2 separate regions of the Canis lupus genome follow, and region 1 is linked to region 2. Evidence: chromatin contacts called from public Hi-C data. All regions are on one chromosome and are shown on one strand. Each heading gives the region's core, a stretch centred on a gene start, on an enhancer-like site or on the middle of the called end of the contact. The rest is flanking DNA. Distances are from core to core; before and after follow the strand shown.

Region 1 (3,815 bases), core at 841-3,340, 180 kb after region 2:
ATGTAGGAGAGAGCCACACTGAGTAAAGCCCTATAAACTGAGGTAGTGTTTAGAGTATACTTTCATTGCCTGGGGGAGTCATTTGAGAGCCATAAGCAAAGGACTTCTGTGGTCTGATTTTTTTTTTTTTTAAGACAGTAGGGCTGCTAGTATAGAAAATAGATTTTATACAGCTAGAATGAAACTAACATAGTTAAGAGGCTATTACAGTCAGTAAGGTGAGAGATGGTTGTGGCTTAGACTGAAGTAGTACCAGTGGAGATGCAAGTAGACTTGGAAAAAGTTTTGGAAGTACAATACAGTATTTACCGACAGGCTACATATAGGAGGTGGAGAATCGACAATACTTCCTAGAATTTTAGTTTGTGCAACTAAGTGGATAGTTTCATCAACTGCAGTGGGGAAGCCTATTTGGGGGGTGTGGTGGAAGGAATCCAGAATTCTGTTTGGGATATGTTAACTTGGAGATGTGTATTAGCTATCTAAGTGAATATGTCAAGAAAGCAGAACTGGGTCTCAGAGGAGAATTTGGGAGTCATCAGCATATAAGTAGTATTTATAGCCAAAGGACTGGTACCTCCATGGGAGTGCCATGCAATATCTCTTTTAATTTTGATAACAATTCAAAGTAGGTATTTTTCTTTTTATATAACTATAATTAGCTTCTTTTTATACATGAGCAAATGGGATGCTCAGAGATATACATTCCAAAAGTCAACCAGCTACTAAATATTGGAGTTTGGGTTCAAATCTGTCTGATAGAGTTCGTGTTCGTTCTATTGTTTTCTTGAAGCATTAGAATACATGAATTTCTGAGTGGAAGGTTTTTAATTTTTTTGAATGAAGAATTTCTAAAAGGTCTGTTAAGTTTGCAGAGAATGAAGCTCATTCAGAATCGATTCCAAGTTTCTAAGTTCAATAGTCTTTTCTGTCCTTATGTAACTTCTCTGTGGCTGATGCTATTGATAGTTCCTTTTACTTTTTTAAATTCTACTCCCCTGGCTTGTGGGATATGACCCTCCTTTCTCCCTATCTTGATTGCCTCTTCATTGTTCCTTAACTATGGCTATAATGTAGAAATTTTTTGCCTTCTTTCCTCATTTTACATATTCCCTTTACAATTTCATGTTTCCATTGTTTCAAATATTAAATATATGCATATGAATTTAAATTTCTTTTCTTCTACTCCAGACACGTCTCCCTAGCTCTAGTAGACTAGGTCTAATGGTTCCAGAAAGCAAATAGCTTGGTGGGTGAGGGTGGGAAAGGAGGCTCCCCGCCGTGAAGTGGTAGAGGAGGAGCCAAGTGCAGGGACTGGGACGGTCTCCTTTGTACATTTATTCCGTATTTCATTCATTCACTTATTTATAAGGATTTACATGTTGGCTGGTCTTACGAGTTTTCAAATCTAGAATGGCAGACGGTGATCCAGGTTGCCAAGAAGACTTCACGTGAACATTTATTTACTCAGTCCTCGGCCACACAAGCATAATGCGTAAAGGCAGAATCTCGCTTAGTCTCTCAGAGAGATTTAAACAAATTTTTGGAGTGCATCAGTTTAGTCGGACATTCTAAAAGAAAAATGGAAAGCAAATCCCATTACGGAAGGAGGAAAGCTGGCAAATAAAGGACTGGAGCAGATGTGACATTGCAGCAGAGCATGAAGAGAACAAGGTTAGGGAGTGGGAAGAAAACGAATACACCTACGTAGGGAAAAATGAAAAGCCGGGAGTGGCGCATATTAAAAAAAACAAAAAAACAAAAAAAACAACAACCCGCATTTGCTAAAAATCCCTGGTAAAAAAAGTCACCTCGTCCTGGGCGGACTTCACCTTCCGGCCCTCAAGTCACGGCGTCCTCAGAGTCCCTGAACGCCACCAGCCGCCAAGCTCGCCCCGCCCGCTCCGCTCCGCTCCGCTCGCCCCGCCCCCTTCCCCAACTTCCCTGCCAGGGGGCCGCGTGCACGTGCGCGGCGGATCCCGCCCCCTCCGGCCCTCTCGACCAATGAGAAAGGGCGTCGCAGTTCGCCACCGCCCGGTCGCAGGTCACGTGACGGTGTCTCCCCGCCCTCTCATTCCCTGCCTCTAGGTTCTGAGAAGATGGCGAAGGTCTCAGAGCTTTACGATGTCACTTGGGAAGGTAATTGCGGGCGGGGAGGGCGCGGAAAGACCAAAAGCCCTGGGAAGCGGTTCGGCAGTACGTGCCGCCGGGCGGAGACCTGGATTCTTTGGTCTGTCTTCTGCACTGGAGCTCTCTCCGGACCGGCCAAGCTGAGGAGGTGGCCGAGGTGGATTTTGAGGCTGACCCTCTCCTTGGCCCGGCCGCCGATTGCAGTCTGTGGTGTTCCCCACCGCCCGTGCTCATCAATAGACTGACTGACCCATGTACCGCCGCGCTGTGCAGTAGCCCAGGATGGCTTCCATTCTGAGACGGGAGGGCCGTCACGCATGTCGTGTGGCTGCTGGGAGGCGCGGAGGAGGCGGGGTGGTTCCCTGCCGAAGCTTCCCTGCAGCCGAGAAATACAGGGCCTCCGAGGCCTTTCATTAAGCTGTGTGAGGGTTACGACTCTGGGCTTTAAAGGTCTGTGGAAGACCCGTGAACAAAATTGATCCTCCCACGTGCCACTTTACATTTCGTTCTCTGCAAAACTGGGTCTCGCATTTCTCTTCTTCAATATCCGCTCCCCCATTCCCCTCAAAGCACACTTAGACACGTAACACAACTTTCTTTCTGCTTCCTGCCAGTAATTCCTTTTCTGAAAGGGGAAAAGAACTGGTTATTTTAGGTATATGCTCAAGTGTGATGGACTTCTTTTCCCATTCTACTTTAAGGGAGAGTGTTCTTTAAATCTGGAAGCAGCCAAACTTTGAGCCCGTTTTACAAGAGATTTTTGTGTTCTTAAAAACTTTAGTGGGAAGCATGGTTAAGAGCCTTGAGTTTCTCTAAGGCATGATAGTTGTGTAATTGAAATTTCTTTTCCCGTTATTTAACGGTAGCTTTAATAGCTTATTTGTTTAGTGAATGCCTTCTTCAGATACTTAAACAGTGACCTGATAACATGTGGACTGAAAGTTATATTGGCCATTTGATGGTGACTGTCTCTCTCAGATATTACAAAATTGCAAACATATGTGGGAAAAGGTAAAATTCCTTTATACCTGAACGGAATTCAGTAATTTATCATTAGTTTTGTGGCCTCTAGCTCACTGTAACCTCAGGATTTCTACCTGTATTGGGGGAGTTCATTCTATTAAATAAAAGTATTAGCTGCTTAGTGCTAGATCTTGGGTATATTAAATTAAGGAACACACAGTCCTTACCTTTAGGGAATTCACAGTCTAAGGGAGAAGACAGACCTGTAAAATACATAGTTTTAAAAGGCTTCTGTCAACTGTATATTCGGAAGCCAGATGGTAGATATGTGGCTGTTACTTTTAATGCTTTTTAAAATTTTCTTCGATTATTTCATACTTTTTAGAAAGTGCTACTTTGAAGGTATGTTCAATTCGGTTTCTTAGATGATAGGAGCAAGTAGATATGACCTATTAGCAGATAAGGTAATGATTTAGTAGGTAACTTGGATCTTACCCTTGGGTATTGTAAAGAGGAGTGGATTTAGAATAATAAATACAAACTACTTCACAAGTATGATTGAACAAAAGAGAAAACATGTTAAAATGCTTTTACACCATTAAGTGCTTTATAAAAAGATGATCTAGCTCCTTGTCCATGACTCCCACTTTATCTTAATTATTTCGCCCCTTACTCTTTGGGCTGGCTATGCTGGCTTTTGTTGAATTCCCTAAATGTGTTCT
Region 2 (3,540 bases), core at 662-3,161:
TTCAAAGTCCTTTTTGCCCACAGAATAGAATCTTTTCAATTCTAACAGCACTCTGCCAGTACTTCTCTACCTTTGTCCCTTTTTGCATTGTATGTAATTATAGACCTTTATCTCCTCTAAAGGATAGGTAAGTTTCTCAGTGGTGAGAGGTCTGAGTTTTATCCTAGATTTAACACAATTCCATGACAGACCTATACTTAGTAACTGCTAAGTAAATACTCCAGTATCTTTCTTCCTCTGAGTGTATTCCAGCCATCTCACCCATTCTCTACAAAATGGCAGGTACTGAGCAGTTATTTTCCAATGACTCTCAGCTGCCATTCATAGTTTTGGTCTTACCTTATGAAAAACTAATTTTCCTTCACATATTCCTCCCTTTTATCTACCTGCCTTGTAAAACAAAAACATAAAGACCACATCACAAGAATATGGACTTTGGCTAGTTTAGGAGCATTTCTACAAGTAGCTGATAAAGGATTTCTAATATGGCATTTTTCTATTCTTTCATTTTTAGTGAATTATCCTCACACATCCAGAAAAGGAAACAAGGCTGAATAGGCGGTTTTATTCAAGCTCTAAAAATATAGGTGTAAAAAAAAAAAAAATATATATATATATATATATAGGTGTAACTACATGCTAGGTAAAGAAAAATCAAATGAACTTTGCTGCTCCTTAACATCATAACTTTAGAGTCCTGCTATGTGTTTGGAAAAGGAACAGATAATTTTGCGGACTATACCTGAACAGTAACTACCAAGATCTGAAAAGTTATCAGAACAATTTAATGTTGATTTGCAGAGCTCTTCTGTTTTATTGTCGTTGAGCCACACAAATATACTTCCCAAGTCTAGAGTTCCCTATGTAGACTTATGTTGTAACCTGCTTTCTGATACAGGATTCACTTACTTTTCTGGCCAATAATCGAATCCCTTCATCATAGTAACACTGCTTTATCATAATTACTATGTATCTATTTCCCAACAAACTCAAGGTAGAACTAACACCAACATTTCAAAACTTTCAGGATTGAGACGTTTTGAAATGAGGAATCAGAACCACATAATTCAAGGTACCTAGAGTAGCTAAATGAAGGTTAACTTTCAAATTACTCTTAGTCTGTATACACCGGAAAACCACTTTTAGGTAAAAAACAAACAAAATTGTCCAGTTTTTTTTTTTTTTGAGGGGTCGGGGAGAAGGACGCCCCATCAGACAAAATATGCCATGCTCTAAGAACTGGCTATACTTCTCGAAAGACCGGGAAAACTATGCGAAGGACTCGCAACTTTATGGAAGTTAAAGTAGGACTTGGTTTTTAAGTGTATGAAAATTATTCCAAAGATCTGGCAAACAAAAACACAAAGCCAAGCACACCCTTCCCCATAGTCCCCGAAAGAAAACCCCAAATCTCCCTACACAACAATTTGCTTTCAGAAGCAAGCGTTACTACTTGGAAGCTGGCGAATGGTCCACTTCCGAGAGGACCTGACGCGGAAGTCCCTCTGGCACTGTCCCCTCCAGCAGTGAAGCAGAGACCTCTTCAACCCGCAATTCTTGTCACAACCGAGTTCTGCCGTGCTAACCAACTGGGACGGCGCTAAATTACCCGCAGATGCTCCTGCCTCACGCAGGACCAAACTCGCGGCCGCCTCACACGTGTGTCAGGCCTAGGGCTACCGCCACCGCCTCTCGGCCTTGCCCGGCGTCTTACGCGCTCCCGCGGCTTCTTCGCGGCCAAAGCCCCCCTCACCTCTTTTACGGAGAGAAACTCAAGCAACGGAAAGACTAGATGCCGATCCAAAAAGTGCGCGATGCGAGTAGTCAAGTCGTACTCCGCCATCTTGCCAAGGAAAAAGAAAGTCTGTACTCACTAAAACTTTATTGATAGCGTCGACGAACGAACGGACAAGGCCCGGGTTGCGCGTGCGCAGTGGTTAACCACGCCCGGGGAAGGGGGCGGCGTTCAGCCCCAAGCGCTCAGAGAACAATAGCGCATGCGTGCGGGTCCTCCCTTCCTTTAGGCCACCGTGAGGCCGGGCGGAGCCGCGGGCGCGCCTTCTTCCGTTCGCGAGTTGACGGGCGTGCGGCCATCCGTTCCGCTAGTAAACACTGAGAAGGGGTTGTCGATTTCTCCGGGAAGTGGCAGAGGGCCAGATAATGAGGCCCCTGCTTTCCGGGGAGTTGCACGGGAGAAAGAATGAATACCTGAGGTTTCGTTCGGCGTGTAGTGTTTGTTTTGTAGTCGTGGGTTGCATTAAGGTGGGCGGGTTTCTAGGCAGGAAACTAGTGAAGTAGTTTTTGATGGTAATTAAGATCCGTGATCTGTCGGGCGTGGTCGGCCGGACCTATTCATTTAGGAAGGTTGGAGGAAGCACAGGGTAGCAGTTTAATGGAGGCTTGTAGCGGCTGAAGGAGGCGACAAAATTGGAGCCAGGGTAAAACCGTGCGTGGTGGATGGCTTAGCAATCAGAAAGGCCACGACACAGGAGAGGACTTGGTATAGTCCAAAAGCTGAATATCCTGTGTGACTAGACAGTGAGGCAAAGACGATGTGAAGGGCCAGGTCATGATTAAGGTAAGAAGGTGGATTTTATTCCAGGTGCTCTGAAGTCTCCTTTGCCAGTCCGCTTTCATCTTTCAGGCCTCTTCATTCTGGAGGGCCTCAGGGTCTTGGACCTCTTCTCTATCTAAGTCGATATACCCTAGTTGATATCATTCAACCTAATGGCTTTAAATGCAGTCTATACATGGACAACTCCTAAATTGTAGCCCCAACACAGACTTTTAGTTAACTGCAGGCTCACATGTATCTAGCTGGCTACACAGCACCTCAACATCAACATGTCCAAAACTAGACTCCCACATGTAGCTCATCAAAACCTGCTCTTTTTGCCCTCTTCTCCGTCTCGGTGAATGCTAGTTCCATCTGCCCACTTGCTCAGACCCTAAACCTTGGAGTCATCTTTGGCTTTTCTCTTTCTGTTACATTTTGCACTGAATGCACCAACGAACCCTTTGGTTTTTGACATCTGAAGCATGTCTGGATCCAGTCAGTTCACACCACCTCCAAAGTCACATCCCTAGTCCAAACCACCACCGTGTCTTGCTTTGGTTTTTACAGTATCTTCTTCACTAATTACTTTGCTTCCCTTCTTTTCCACCTGTGATTTATTCCCACAGAAGCCAGGGTGACTCTTAAAATAAACATGCTTAAAGCTATCAAAGCCTTGTTATCTCTTGCACTAACCTCATCTTCTTCATATCCTCTTCTTGTTCACTCTACCCCAGCCCTATTTTCTGTCTCTATAGATTTCCCTATTCAGAGCTTTCATGTGAATGGACACATATAATACGTGGCCTTTTGTGTCTGACACTTTCAATTTGCATAATATTTCCAAAATTCACCCTAGTTTTAGCATGACCAGTACTTCATTTCTTTTCATGGCCAAATTATATTCTATTATATGGCTATACCACAAAACAATTATGGACATTTGGGTGGTTTCTACCCTTTGGCTACTATGAATAATGCTGCTA

What was found. Hi-C and Micro-C count contacts between places; a contact is called where the count stands out from the background.
Region 1: a contact with region 2 is called in a Hi-C map of blood, with 2.5 times the contacts expected there. The contact joins the promoter of EMC2 here to the promoter of EIF3E in region 2. A contact is called at or near these places in 3 of 9 Hi-C or Micro-C datasets (amygdala and blood).

The regions. Positions count from the first base shown.
Region 1 is chr13:9,289,289-9,293,103 of UU_Cfam_GSD_1.0, forward strand. It overlaps EMC2 (ER membrane protein complex subunit 2), which reads left to right and starts at 2,091. Exons shown (of 13, transcript XR_005368539.1): 1 at 2,091-2,139. LOC102154667 (a long non-coding RNA gene) reads right to left here and starts at 1,931. Exons shown (of 6, transcript XR_005368537.1): 1 at 1,812-1,931; 2 at 1,380-1,571.
Region 2 is chr13:9,108,141-9,111,680 of UU_Cfam_GSD_1.0, forward strand. It overlaps EIF3E (eukaryotic translation initiation factor 3 subunit E), which reads right to left and starts at 1,912. Exons shown (of 13, transcript XM_038555335.1): 1 at 1,754-1,912. The coding sequence starts at 1,843.